Regions from separate parts of the Mus musculus genome. Here region 1 is linked to region 2. Evidence: chromatin contacts called from public HiChIP or PLAC-seq data. All regions are on one chromosome and are shown on one strand. Each heading gives the region's core, a stretch centred on a gene start, on an enhancer-like site or on the middle of the called end of the contact. The rest is flanking DNA. Distances are from core to core; before and after follow the strand shown. Region 1 has its middle 65 kb from the start of Ccl25. Region 2 holds the start of Zfp958 (zinc finger protein 958).

The links. HiChIP or PLAC-seq counts read pairs in DNA pulled down with a chosen protein or histone mark.
Region 1: an H3K4me3 HiChIP or PLAC-seq map of neural progenitor cells shows a contact between it and region 2, with 6 times the contacts expected there. The contact joins the enhancer-like site here to the promoter of Zfp958 in region 2. A contact is called at or near these places in 1 of 15 datasets of contacts at CTCF or cohesin (stem cell-derived epiblast-like cells), 1 of 484 Hi-C or Micro-C datasets (nephron progenitors), 17 of 115 datasets of contacts at active chromatin or transcription factors (SST interneurons, craniofacial prominence, embryonic limb bud and 7 more) and 3 of 9 other capture datasets (adipose tissue, liver and pancreatic islet).

Annotation. Positions count from the first base shown.
Region 1 is chr8:4,411,100-4,417,812 of GRCm38.p6, forward strand. No RefSeq gene overlaps it. Among named protein-coding and RNA genes, the nearest start is that of Ccl25, 65 kb to the left of the region's middle. Within about 2 kb of position 2,837, at least 34 of the 459 cell types and tissues checked have an H3K27ac peak or open chromatin away from gene starts, as enhancers often do. A contact at or near this core is called in neural progenitor cells and stem cell-derived neural progenitor cells, where this site is marked.
Region 2 is chr8:4,610,270-4,617,382 of GRCm38.p6, forward strand. It overlaps Zfp958 (zinc finger protein 958), which reads left to right and starts at 2,901. Exons shown (of 4, transcript NM_145591.5): 1 at 2,901-3,009. The coding sequence starts at 3,007.

The sequences.
Region 1 (6,713 bases), core at 1,587-4,086, 200 kb before region 2:
CATTGAATAAATCTACCCTCTCCCACTTTCCTTTTAATTTGGCCATTTTAATTGGCTTATCTAGGAACTGACAATCTTAGGGTCCAAGCTGTGACTCCAATAAGTCCAATAATAGTGACATGGTGGGTGGGGGAGGGTGGATACTTACAGTCAAGTTTATAGAGTGTGCCGGGCCTGCTGGGGTGGGTGGCTAGGGACAGGGCTTTCTTTGTCTGCACCCGGGGAACAGCCGGTGGAAGGGAAACTGGAGCACATGGCTGGATAAGTTTGGCTTGATGCCTGGGAATGAGTGTGAATGAGGACCTGGGGAAGGCTATGAGGAGGAGATAAGGCAGGGAATGCAGCTGACCCCCATGAAATCCTGTTCACCTATGGAAATACACCTATGGAAGTACACCCCACCTCCCTTTTGTGTGTACATTTTAACTCTCACAATATGTTCCTGAGGCTTTGCTGACATTTATTACCCAGATGATGAAACTGAGGCTCTAAGATATCCTTGACATCACCCATATTCCACAACCAGGGTGAGGACTGAGATTGGAAGTGAGGACACACACCAGAACTCTTTCTTCTTCTGGTTTTAGACGTGTCCTCCTGATATTCCAGTGTCCGGAGCTTGGGCAAATGGCTCAGTCTGTGTCTTAATTACTGTTCTATTTTTTTTGGTGTGTGTGTCTATGATAAAACGCTATGACAAAAACAACATTCAAGCAGGCTAGATGTCCATAAAAGTGGGGAAGGCACGGCAGCAGAAAGTTGAAATATCACATCTCCACAGCACACAGGGAACAGGAAATAAGACCTTGAAGTGGGTCAAGGCTAAGTGTCAAAGCTTGATTTCAGTGCCTTAATCCCTGCATGATCTTAATCCTCAATGAGACTCTATGTCCTAGAGATTGCATAAACTCCCAAACAGAGCCAACCGCAGGGGACAAAGGGTTCAAACACATGAGCCTATGGAGGCACTTCTCATGCCAAAAACCATGCTCCTTTCTTGTTGCAGACTTAGAAACACCCTGAGAGAACAGATTCAGTGAGGAAGGATTCATTTTGGCCTACTGTTCCAGAAAGGTACAGTCCATTGTCATGGGGAAATGGACAGCAAAAGCTTCCTTACCAGTGGCTAGCCTACTGAAGGAAATATCTCTACTTTCCTAGCAACCATGAACTGTCTGTTTATAGATTTTTAGGGAGGGGCAGAGACTTGTGAACGCTCCCTGATTTACATGGTAGGAGGTTAATGGGCCCAATCTTGTGTGGATAGTCTTAGATGCTAAGGGTTAAAGAGTACAACCAAACAGGAGGTTGTAGCACACTCCTTTAACCCATGCACTCAGGAGGAAGAGGTAGGCAGATCTCTAACTTTGAGGCTAGCCTGGACTGCAGAGTGAGTTCAGGACAGCTAGGGCTACACACAGAAAACTTGTCTCAAAAAGCAAAAAAAAAACAAAAACAAAAACAAAACAAAACAAAAAGATTTTAAAAGAAACACAACTGATGCGTCACACCCAGATGACAAGCAAGGCTACCTCAACATTCTACCCACCTCTATTGGGTTTTACACATTCCAAGCCCTCTGTGAGAACGTGAAGAAGGGCTCTGGAATGGATATTTCCCAGGCTGTGTTAAAACACTGGGGAGCGGCTCAGGACTTTATGTTGGGTGTGACCACAGGGTTGTTTTCTGCAGACTAGGAAGGACCAACAGGCTGGGTGTGAGTTAGCTTTCCTGGAAGACAGAAGACCTTGCACCTACGTAAGTGATGTCATATGTGCCTGCTCAGCCTCTCTTCCTGTGGTCATTCGTGCTCACTGAGAATCTGCTTGTCAGCGTCCTACCCTGCCCCAAATCTGGAGTTTACTAGTTAGGTAAACATATATGCAACATCTACCATGTGTGCCAAGTGTTTCACATTCATTGTTGCAAGTCCCTATATGTAAAGTGCACAGCTCAAGGTCAGTTGTAAAAAACTAAGGCCCAAGTACAGAATCGATTAAATGCAAACTGAAAAACTCAGAAGTCCCAGCATGACAAAATGACTCTCAGACAACCTCAGTACTCAGTAGCACGCACTGAGTCAGACTGAGTGAATGAATGAATCTGAGCAAGTCTGATACGGATGGGAGAAATGAGTGACAGTGGCTGGAGGAGAATGGAATGGGACAGACAGAGATGGGCCAGGAAAGCTGGGAGTGTGGTCATATTCTGAAGTCAGGAGGATCAGATCAAAGTTGGAAGACACAGGTGGCAAGGTGTCAAGTACTGCAATTCAGAGAGTCTGTCAATAGAGGGCACTCCAAGTCTTGGCCTAGATTATGTGCCTCACTGCCCCCCAACTTAAATTTACATGTATTTATTCATATGTGTGTGTGTGTTTGTGTGTGACTGTGTGTGTGTGTGCGCGCTCTTGCATGCGCACGTGCGCATGCATGCACACCCACATATCATCATGTACTCATATGGAGGTCAGAGGGCAACTTGTAGGGATTGGTTCTGTTGTTTACCATGTTTGTTGTTTGTTCCTGGTGATTGAACACAGGTTCTCTGCGTTGGCAGCTGGTTTACCTGCTAAGCTATTTCACTGGCTCTTGCCTCTCTCTCCCTCTCTCCTTCTCTCTCTCTTCCTTTCCCCTTTAAACAATCTTTTATTTATTCTCTGGCAATTTCACACACACATATAATGCATCTGTCTAAAGTCCTCAGACACACTCCAACATGCCCCTTCCTCACACTCTCCACCTCCTTTTTTTTTCTCCTTTCTTTTAGAAATAATCCACTGAGTATAATTAGCTGCCTGTGGGAATGTCGGCTGATCTTGGCTTGAGCCTGTACAGGTCTTGTGCAAGTAACCATACGCGTTTGCATTCCTTCTAGGCTCTGCCCCATAGTTACCTGGCAACAGCTAAGTATGCCTGACTCACTATAAAAGGGGCTGTTTGCCGCCTCCTCCTCCTCCTCACTCTCTTACTCTCTCTGTCCCTTCTCTTCCCATAACTCCCCCCCCCCATGGCTGGCTGGCCTCTCTCTCTCTCTCTCTCTCTCTCTCTCTCTCTCTCTCTCTCTCTCCCCTCCTCTCTTCCTCCCCCTCTTTCTCCCTCTTTCTCTCCCACTTCTCTCTGCCTTTCTCTGTCTCTACTCCCTCCCCTCCCCTCCCCATGCCCTAAATAAGCTCTTTTCCATACTATAGTTCAAGTGACTGGTCCCTCAGGGGAAAGGGATGCCTCAGTATGGGCCCACAAAGACACCCCTTTCCACCTTACTGTACATATTCCTGGTTTTTTCTTCCTTTTCTTTTTTATAAAACATAACAATACCTGTGGTGAGTTCATGAGTGCAATGACCACACCACATCCAGAAGACAGCATTTCACAGTGGCCCTCCACATCCTCCAGTTCTTCCATTGTTTCTGATACCACTTCTGCAATGTTCCCTGAGTCTCAGTGAGATTGATATAGATGTCTCATTCAGGGTTAAGCATTCAAAAGTCATTTATTCTCAACCTTGATCAGTCAGGGGTCTCTGCATTACCTGGTGCCTGCTGCAGAAAGAGGCTAAGAGCAGGACTAATATATATGCATACACAGAAACATTTAGAAGGCAATTTGACAACACACCCATTTTGTAAAAGAGCAGCAGCAGGCCCCCTCCTAGGGCTTATGACCTCTGAAGTTCTGGGATTTTGACCAGCTCTGAAGTCCTAGGCATGGACTTCCTATTGTGGAGCAGCAATAGGGAAATACAGAGGAGCAAATCCTTGGGTCTTGCCAACCAGCCAGCCTAGAAAACTCAAGGAGCTCCAGGTCAATGAGAGATCTTTCCAAAAACATAGCATGAACAATTGAGAAAGACACCTAACGCATGTTTCTGGTCCCTCCTTCCCCAGTATTCACACACAGGTGCACACACATATGAATACACAAATCAACTGGAAATGAAAATGATGATATTTGTATACATTGGGATAAGAAACCAAAATATCATTTTAGGCTGTGTGAGATCTCTTGGCAGGTAAATACACTTACATATAGCCTGATGACCTGCCTGAGACTCACATAGTGGAAGGGAGAACTGATTCCTTCAAGTTGTCTTCTGACCTTCACACAGATGCTATAGTGTGAGCATACCACCCAAATATACGTTTAAAAAGTTTAAGTTGTCAGCTTGTCCGTCCGTCCGTCCGTCCTTCCTTCCTTCCTTCCTTCCTTCCTAACGTGGTATCTAGGAGCTGGAGAGATGCTCTGGCGTTAAGAGCAGCGGCTGCTTTTGCCCTAGTTCTGAGTTTGGTTCTAAGCACCCACTTTAAGGAGCTCATGATAACCTGTGATTCTATCTCTTTTTTCTGGCCTACTTGCATCTGTGTGTGCATGAGTCTTTCCACACAAATCGAAAATGACAAAAATAAATCCCAAAGGATGTCTAAAGCATGCTTATGAGGGACTGGAAAGTTGGCCTGGTGCTTGAGAGCACTCCTGCTTTTGCAGAGAACTAGGGTTCAACTTCCAGCACTCACAAGGCAGCTCATAATTATCTGTTTTATATATATATATATATATATATATATATATATATATATATATATATATAAAATACACACACACACACACACACATATATGTATATAAATCTATGCGGGCTAAAGAGATGGTTCAGTAGTTATCTTAGTATCTTAGTTTGGGTTTTATCGCTATGAAGAGACATCATGACCAAAGCAAATTTTATGAAGGACAACATTTAACTGGGGCTGGCTTACAATTTCAGATGTTTAGTCCATTATCATCATGGTGGGAACCATGGCAGCATGCAGGCAGACATGGTGCTCAAAGAGCCGAGAGATCTACATCTTGATCCAAATTCTTGATCCAAATGTATCCAGGAAGAGACTGTCTTCTACAGGCAGCCAGGAGGAGGGTCACATTCTACAGAACTTGAGCATAGCAGCCTCAAAGCCTGCTACAAAGTGACATACTTCATCTAACAAGGCTCTACCCACCTCCTCTAATAGGGCTATACATTCTAATAGTGCCATTTTCCATGGGCCAAACATATTCAAACCACCACAGTGGTTAAGTGCCATTGTTGTTCTTACAAAGGTCCTGAGTTTGACTTCTAACACACGGTGGCTCACAAACCATCTGTAACTACAATCCAACACTTTCTTCTGGTGTGTGTACATGTGGAACACAGATATACATGCAGGCAAAATACACATACACATACAAATAAACCAGTAAACCTTTCCTGGGTTCTGGTGGCACATGCCTTTAATTGCAGCACTTGAGAGGCAGATGCAGGCAGATCTCTGAGTTCAAGGCCAGCCTGATGCACAGAATGAGTTCTAGGACAGCCAGGGCAACACAGAGAAACTTTGTCTCAAAAATACAAACAAACAAAAAGTTATTTTAAAAATGTGCCTGGAGAGATAGTTCAGCTCTTAAGAGCACTGGTTGCTCTTCCAGAGGTATTGAGTCAATTCCCAGCAGCCATGAGATGGTGGCTCAGAATCAGTTCTAATGGAATCCAATGCCCTCTTATGGTTTGCAGGCTCTATATGCAGATAAAGCACTCATTTACATAAAATAAATAAAGATATAAATCTTTAAAAAACCTTTTTTTGACTCTTTGTGAATTTCACATCATGAGCCCCAATTCTACAAATCTTCTCTTCCCTTCATATCTTCCCTCTGCCCTTGCAATCTCCTCCTGCAAAAGAAAATAAGATAGAAAAAAATCTTGTGAAAGCTGTAGTATGTCACATTGTGTCCCACAGTATACCCTTTTGTCTACACATCTTTTCTTGCAAATGTTTGTCGCAATGAGTCATTGGTCTGTTTTGAGGCCTCTGTTTTCTGCTACACTATCTATACTATCTATACTATCTACACTATCTATACTATATCCTTACTGTGACTCCTCGCAAATATATTGTTGTTGCTCTGTGTCATGGAGACCAAAAAGTTTAGGATCTGCAGGACTGACTCTTTCAAGAGCTCCAGCAGATCATAGATAAGATAGATGTTGGGGTGGGCTAACTTAACGCCCTGGATCTGGGTCTGGGAGATAGCTGAGTTGGTCAGCCCACCAGTTCTCTTGTACCTACACTGCCAGGGCGAGCTCTCCAGCACTGTCCCAGCTAGATCACCCAATTCTGCATCCAGTCAGGGGAGGGTCAGCTCTACCACTCTCATGACCTCTGTGCCAGCTCACTAGCCTGCCAGAGGTGGTGAGGAGTGGGCAGTAGAGGGACATCTCTCCCTTACCAAAGCCACCCCATGGTAGATGAGGGGCAGGGCCAACTACGCCCCTCCAACTCCCCTCAGCTCTAATGTGCTGCCCAGGGGAGGTGCAGGGCCTTTTTTTATTACTGTAGCCAGTGAGGGGCAGGATTGGCTTTCCTGCTCTCCTCAGGTTGAACTCTCCTGACTGCCGCAGGCATGGAGGGTTGCAGGGGGCAGGGCTTGTAAATCTTTAAAAATAAATCTATAATAATAATAATAATAACCCCAAAACCAAAACCAAATGTGTAGAAAGGGCCATGATTGCATAGAGGAGCCAGATGTCTTTTTTCTATTGACATCAATACTTGAAAACATTATATGATTTTTGTAAAATTTTTTTTTGGTTTTGCTTTTGAGATTCTTAGAAATCAATAGAGAGTCTTAAGCTATAGCCCAGGCTGGCTCCACCTCTTGTCAGCCCTCTTGTCTCAAGCT
Region 2 (7,113 bases), core at 1,651-4,150:
AGAGTGGAAATTATCTCAGTTCCTCTGTCTTGGCTGTTGTGATGGCTATTATTCTTAGTCTACATGACTACATCTGGAGTTAACTAAAACCCAAAGAGTTGGGTACTGAGGGGATTTGGGGAAAACCCTTCTTTAATCTGATTCTTTTGAGGTGACACGATCCAGTTTTAACCTAGGCCAAAGCTTCTGGTGGCAGCCTACATATATGAAGAACATTGAAGATGTTAGTTCTTTCTCTTTCGCTTTCCCTACCTCTGGATAGCAAGTTCATTTTTTAATGGCATTAGAGCCTGCTTCTTGAGGATTATGTTACCTATTGAAGACCACTGACACATTCAGCCACATGGACTGAACCACTAGTGTATTCTTCAACTTTCTGTGGGTATACAAATACTTCTACATATGTAGACTCAATCTATCGATTTTGTTCATCTGGACATCCTAGACTAAGACAGCTGTGGGGTTTTGTTTTTGTTTTTGTTTTTCACCTTCCCACTGAGGAAGATATGCTCACTCACAGTAGTGCTCCACAGTGTTTGTCATCTGTTTCCTGTTTTTCTTCAAGTTTTGTCTTATTCCCCACAGGTTAAAGTAGCTGAACCTAGCATGAAGCTACAAAACCAAAATCTTGTTCCCTAAAATCTCTCATTAATGCTTAATATTCTGAGCACCCTTCCAATTGTGGGACAGACTGATAACTCCACTGTGAGTTGAGTAATAGGCTAAGCAAGCTATACACCTTGATTCCAGGAGGAAAAAAAGGGCTGTGTCTATTGAGTGCTGTGAGGGGAGCCCAGGCAAGCTCTGAAGTCACAGTGGAGGTGAGAGCAGGGTCAAGGCCCATAAAGAGGAGGAGCAGGCAGCTGAGCAGCAAGGAGATGGAGTGGTAGGGCCTCCCTAGGGCTGGTTGTGGTAGCTATTGAAAGACAAGAAAAAGTGCCACTGTTCCACACCAACCACAATAGAATCTGTGTGACAAGTTCCACAGACAGAAGTAAAAACTTCAAAAAAAGGAGCCCTCCTAGAACAGGTTGTGGAACTCTTGGCCAGAACAAATATTGAGCCGTAGTTCTCATGGCAATTTATCTGTTTTGTCTTTTTTTATTCTTTTTCTTATTTACGAGATGTTCCTGACAGCCTAAGTTATGATCTTAAGCGAGAATAACAGGTAAGAAACCATTCCTTAAGATGGGGGTCACTAGCCATGACCTTATATCTCCAGGAAAACCAGTGTTTCACTTTATAAATCACTTACAAGATAGTATTGATAAATAAAAACTTTCCTAACAATAAAACTATAGGGCTGCATGAGTGTCAATGTGAGACCCGACTTAGAGAGTTTCTCCCTAGAAGGTAAAGCCCCTGGACGTTCCCCAAGCTTGTTTTCCCTGATCTCTAAAAATACAGCCAGAAAGAAGCTCTTTGTTCTCTATAGCCAGCCAAAAGCCTTTTTGTTTCTGTGCCTTACAGCCAGAGATGCGATAATTGTAGGAAGACCTACAAGGACATGGAGATAGACACCAGAGAGGAGGCTAAAGAGTTGTAGCCAACTCTCCTCCCAACTCTTCCCAACTCTTCCCAACTCCTCCCAACTCTTCCTATCTCCTCCCAACTCCTCTCAACTCTCCTCCAAACTCCTCCCAATTCCTCAGCTAGCTGTTAAAAGCCCCCTACTGTCACTGCTCGGGGTCTTACATCATCGGAAGTAGGCTTTGGTAAATTGTTTAAGGAAGCCTTTAAATAAAAAGAATTAAAATAGTTTAAATTTATGCTTTGAAGATTTACAAAAAATCAGGTACTAAATGTTAAACAATAACTGACCTTAAAAATGTATTAATTTCTTCTTGGAAATTTGCCACTAGCCTTAGATGATTTTTATTGTGCCAAATAACAATGATGTTACTGAAAGGAAATAAAACTGTAATTCATGTAATGTATGTTAAATAGCCCAAAGAGTTGTTTGTGAGCTTTGAAACCTGGGGCTGAGAACACAGCAGAACAGACCAGGACATGCCCGGGCAAGCCCATCGCCTCCCTAGCTCCCACCCCTCTGACCTAAGTTAAATGTTACAGGCTGCTGATGTTTAAATGGACCAATCATGTGAAACCGCGCCAATTCCTCCCCCAGCCCCACTCCTTTTCTATAAAAACCCCTAGCTTCCAAGCCTCGTGGTCGAATCCACTGTCTCCTGTTGTGTGAGATACGTTTCGACCCGGAGCTCCGCCATTAAAAAACCTCTTGTTGTTACATCAAGGTGTTGTGTTCTATTCGCGATTCTTGGGTGCACGCCGAATCGGGAGCTGAGTGGGGGTTTCCCCACTGAGTTCTTTCATTACCTGTTCTATCCGTGATTGCGTCAATGAACACACTTTTTGAGAAGTTGTAATTCTTGGATGATTCTGTATTTTATTGTGCCAAATGACTATGATGATATATGTTCTATCTGACTGCTTCACTGAACACATCTGCTCAGAGTTGTAATATTTGTTTCTTTATGCATAAAAACCCTTGCATGAGGACTGCAAAATATATTCAGATTCAAACTGCCTCTGTGTTTGTTTTGTCACCGCCAAATCCTTACCCACCTAGCCTTCGAGGATCCTCTTCCCAGGAACCCTCATACCCGACTGGGGTGGTCCGTGGCAGGGCCTCCCTAAGGGCTGGCTGTGGTAGCTATTGGAGGACAAGAAAAAGTGCTATTGAAATGCGAATCTCTGCATATCTGGGAAAGGTCGGTCCTCGGCGTGGAAGCCTGGCCCAGGAACCACTATGCTCTGTCTCTTTAACACACTCTAACCCAAAGGGATGTGTTCCTGTCACTCAAGACTCATTGGCCAATCAGGTTCTCCAGGAAGGCCTCTCAGTCAGAAGAGGCGGGTTCTTCCGGGTGCCATACTGCAAGTCCAGCTCCGCCGCTGAGAAGCTCGAACGGTTCCGTGTGACGTGCTCTGTGTACTGCTGTTTGGTGCGGCTAGGAGAGCTCAGGCAAGCTCTGCAGTCACGGCATGGTGAGAGCAGGGTCACTTCCCCACGGCAAGGGGAAGAGCAGCCGGAGTGAGAGTGGTGGGTCCTCCCCAGAGGCTGGGTGGGAAGGCACAAGGACTTTGGAAATGCGGATCTTTGTATATCTGGAAATGGTCTGGCCCTGGACACTTCAGCACGCTCCAACCCTAACGGAGGTACTCAAGATGTTCAAGACTTGTTGGTCAATCAGGGCCTGCAGGCACACCTGCCAGTCAGAAGAGGAGGAGGGTCTCCCCCCCCCCCCCAGCTCCCCCGGGGTGCCCTGCTGCAGGTTCCGTTCTGTAGCTGAGCAGGTTTGACTGATCTGGTGTGCTGTGCTCTGTGTGCTGCTGCTGGATGCTGTGAGGGGAAATCAGACAAGATCCAAAATCTTGATATTGTGAGCGCAAGGTCATAGTCTGCAAAGGGGAGAAGCAGGCGACTGAGCAGCTGGGAGCTGGAGTGGTAGGTCCTTCCTGGGGCTGAGTGGGAAGCGGCAGCCTGTTGCACCCCCTCTGGTCTCTAGTCACTCCCTGGACCTCGTGGTGGCCTCAGAATTACTTCACTTTGGAGGCTGGATCAGTGCATTTGAAGCAGGGTCTTCTGTGTAGAAACATCCTTGGCAGGAAGACAAACTTGGATAGCCCTAGTTTCTCTAGTGTCTTCTACAAGTTCTTAGCATTTAACATTTAGGTGTAAGATCCATTTGGAGTTAATCTTGTGGAGGTTGTACAAGGTATCTCAAGTGCTGTGTAGCAGCACTCCAATATCTAGCTGTAATGTAGAAGATGATGTGAAGTAGTTACCAGTGCTTAGAAAGAGTAAGTGATATCAAATAATTTTTTTTTCTTTGCTTTTTCGAGACAGGGTTTCTCTGTGTAGCTCTGGCTGTCCTGGAACTCACTTTGTAGACCAGGCTGGCCTCGAACTCAGAAATCTGCCTGCCTCTACCTCCTAAGTGCTGGTATTAAAGGCGTGAGCCACCACCGCCCGGCTATCAAGCTAAGACTTCCTACAGAGAAGTAGTATGCTAACCAGACCTGTTAGAGATTAAGATGCTAGGATACACATGTTTGTTGACTAGGATTGTCCTGAAATATGGTTCCAAACCATAACAAAGGACACTCCCCTGATTTACAACCAGCCACTAGGTCTAAAAACAGGCCTCTATCAAGCTGCTCTCAGGGGGCATTACAGGGTCATAACCAACTGGTTAAGAGCACTGACTGCTCTTCCAGAGGTCCTGAGTTCAAATCCCAGCAACCACATGGTGACTCACAACCATCTGTAATGGGATCTGATGCCCTCTTCTGGTATGCATGAAGACAGCTACAGTGTACTCATATAAATAACAAATAAGTAAATCTTTAAAAAAGAAAGAAAGAAATACTGTATTAAAAAAAAAGACCTGATGTACTCTACAGGTATATTTTCTTCTTGTTCTGCCATATGGGCAAGAGTACGCTAGGTGATAACTCTTTGAAAGGAAAGGGCTTGGTTGTGTTGAGGGCTGTCCTGATAAAGCAAGGCTTTCCATGAAGCCCTCATGTATGGAGAATGACATAGCTTTTTCTCAGGCCCAGGAACATGCATTCAGAGCTAGTAACAGTCTGAGGCCTAGGACTTGGCAGCTTTCCTTAAGGCCCTGATTTATTGAGAATAAAATAGAGCTCCTTCTCTGTAATGGTTTGACTGTGCTTAGCCCAGGGAGTGGCACTTTTAGAAGGTGGTGTCCTCCTGGAGTAGGTGTGGCCTTGTTGGAGTAGGTGTATCACTGGGTTTGGGGGTTAAGACCCCCATCCTAGCGGCCTGGAAGCCAGTATTCTGCTAGCAAGCTTCAGATGAAGATGTAGAACTCGCAGCTCCTCCTGCACCATGCCTGACTGGATGCTGCTATGCTCCTGCCTTGATAATGGACTGAACCTCTGAGTCTGTAAGCCAGCCTCAATTAAGTGTTGTTCTTACAGGAATTGCCTTGGTCATGGTGTCTGTTCACAGCAATAAAACCCTAAGTAAGACACTCTCTAAAGCCATGACTATATTTGGGAGAGCTGGTAGTGGTCTAGAGCCAGGGCCTTTCAGGAGAGGTTGCTTCAGCTCTTCCCACCACAGTGGGCTGTGGCTCTCAGTCCCATGGCTACTGTGGGTTTGGTCAATATTGTTCTTGAAAGACCTTGTGTTCCCCTGTCCAGCCCTGTTTATTAAACTCCTCCTAAGTTTGTCCTTTGTATGATATTTTCTGCTGACTTCAAAGAAGTCTCCCATTTCCCCTGGAAGTAGTATAGAAAATACTGTTCTTACTAAGAAGCTTACTTGGTATAAAACAGCTTGTGTAAGGCCTCCTCACCCCAGCTTTTATATTTTCTATCTTCTACTTTTCTTATCTTTTTTATCTGGAACCTTCTACTTGGCACCCTGTCACTTAGTTTTGAGGACCTGTCACTGTAGTTTGAGGACACTGGTGTACTTAAGGGATAATTCTGGGAATATTTTTACTGTGTATATCTCCTGTCTGTCTAAGTGGCTAGACTTGGCAGTCTCCAGTTCATATTTAAATTGTTCAAAACATAACCTGGGGCCTGAACCTAAAGAGGCGTAAGGGTGATAGCGTATGTAGAATACAGAATCTGTTCTAGGATGGCTCCTCTTTTACTCTTAGCCAGAGCTGAATGCATGCAATTTTGAAAGGGATTTTCATTATCCTTTAATTGTGTATGGGATGATTTTTCCCTGGGAAGAGGTTCTAGGACAGGTGCATCTTCAGTCTTTTGTAAACGAGAAATGTTTCTGAGTCAAGCTATGTTGACTCAGGTCACCTTGATCCTAGTCAGTTGATCCGCAGGGCAATGACCTTGCTTGATTCAGTTTCCTAAATTCTAAGGATAAATGGCTATGTTACAACAGAGTTTTAAAAAATCACTCATTTGAGTCATGACCATTGCACTAACAGGAAAAGGGTTTGCATGTGGAGCATGGCTTTTGTCTTCAGACCAGAATAGGAGGAACAGTTTGCTGTACACTGCAGGGGAAGCAGGGGAGGCAGTAACTAGATCGCAGACTGCTGCGGAAGGGAGTCAGTGCACCATTCTGAAGAAGAACCTTAGTTAGGCAGGGTGAGTGGTTTTGTAATTTCCTATCATGTGTTAATTCATGCATGTGAATGAAAGCAGATCAGATTGGTGGTTGTAAAATTTGGGTAGGTTAGCTTGAGCCAGTGAATATTGAATTTTCAATTAAGGGGACTATCCTATGCAGATAGGTAAAATCCACATTGACACAGTTAAGCAAGCACAAAAATTTGAGACACAGGCTATTGTGCATAGCTTTGTGTGTCAAGTTGTAGATCTCAGCAGCTAACATTGCACACAGGGGCAAGGTTAAATAGTATCTTATTGATTTCACTCCCTCTACCAGGGAGTATTTCTCTTTTTTTCATCTTTTTATTGGTTATTTTAGTCATTAACACTTCAAATGTTATCCCCTTTCCCAGTTTCCCCTCCATAAACCCCCTATCCCCCCTCCCTCCCCTTGCCTCTATGAGGGTGCTCCCCAACCCACCCACCCACTCCTGCCTCATTGGCCTAGTGTTCCCCTATCCTGGGTCATCAGTCCTCCACTGGACTAAGGGGCTCCCGTCCTAGTGATGCCAGATAAGACAAACCTCTGCTACATATCCAGCTGGAGCCATGACTACCCTTTATGTACTCTTTGGATCATGGTTTAGTCGCTGTGAGGGTTTTTTTTTTTTTTTTTTTTTGAGGGGCTGGGGGGCTGGTTGGTTAATATTGTTGTTCTTCCTGTGAGGTTGCAAACCCCTTCAGCTCCTACAGTCCTTGCCCTAACTTCCCCATTGGGGTCCCCTTGCTCAGTCCCAATGTTTGGCTGTGAACATCCACATCTATATTGATCCAGATCTGGCAGAGCCTCTCAGGAGACAGCTGTATCAAGCTCCTGTCAGCAAGCACTTCTTGGTATCTGCAATAGTGACTGGGTTTGGTGTCTGCGTGTGCTATGGATCTCCAGGTGGGGCAAGGTCTGGATGGCCTTTCCTTCAGTCTCTGCTCCATTCTTTGTCCCTGTATTTCCTTTAGACAGGAGAAATTCTGGAT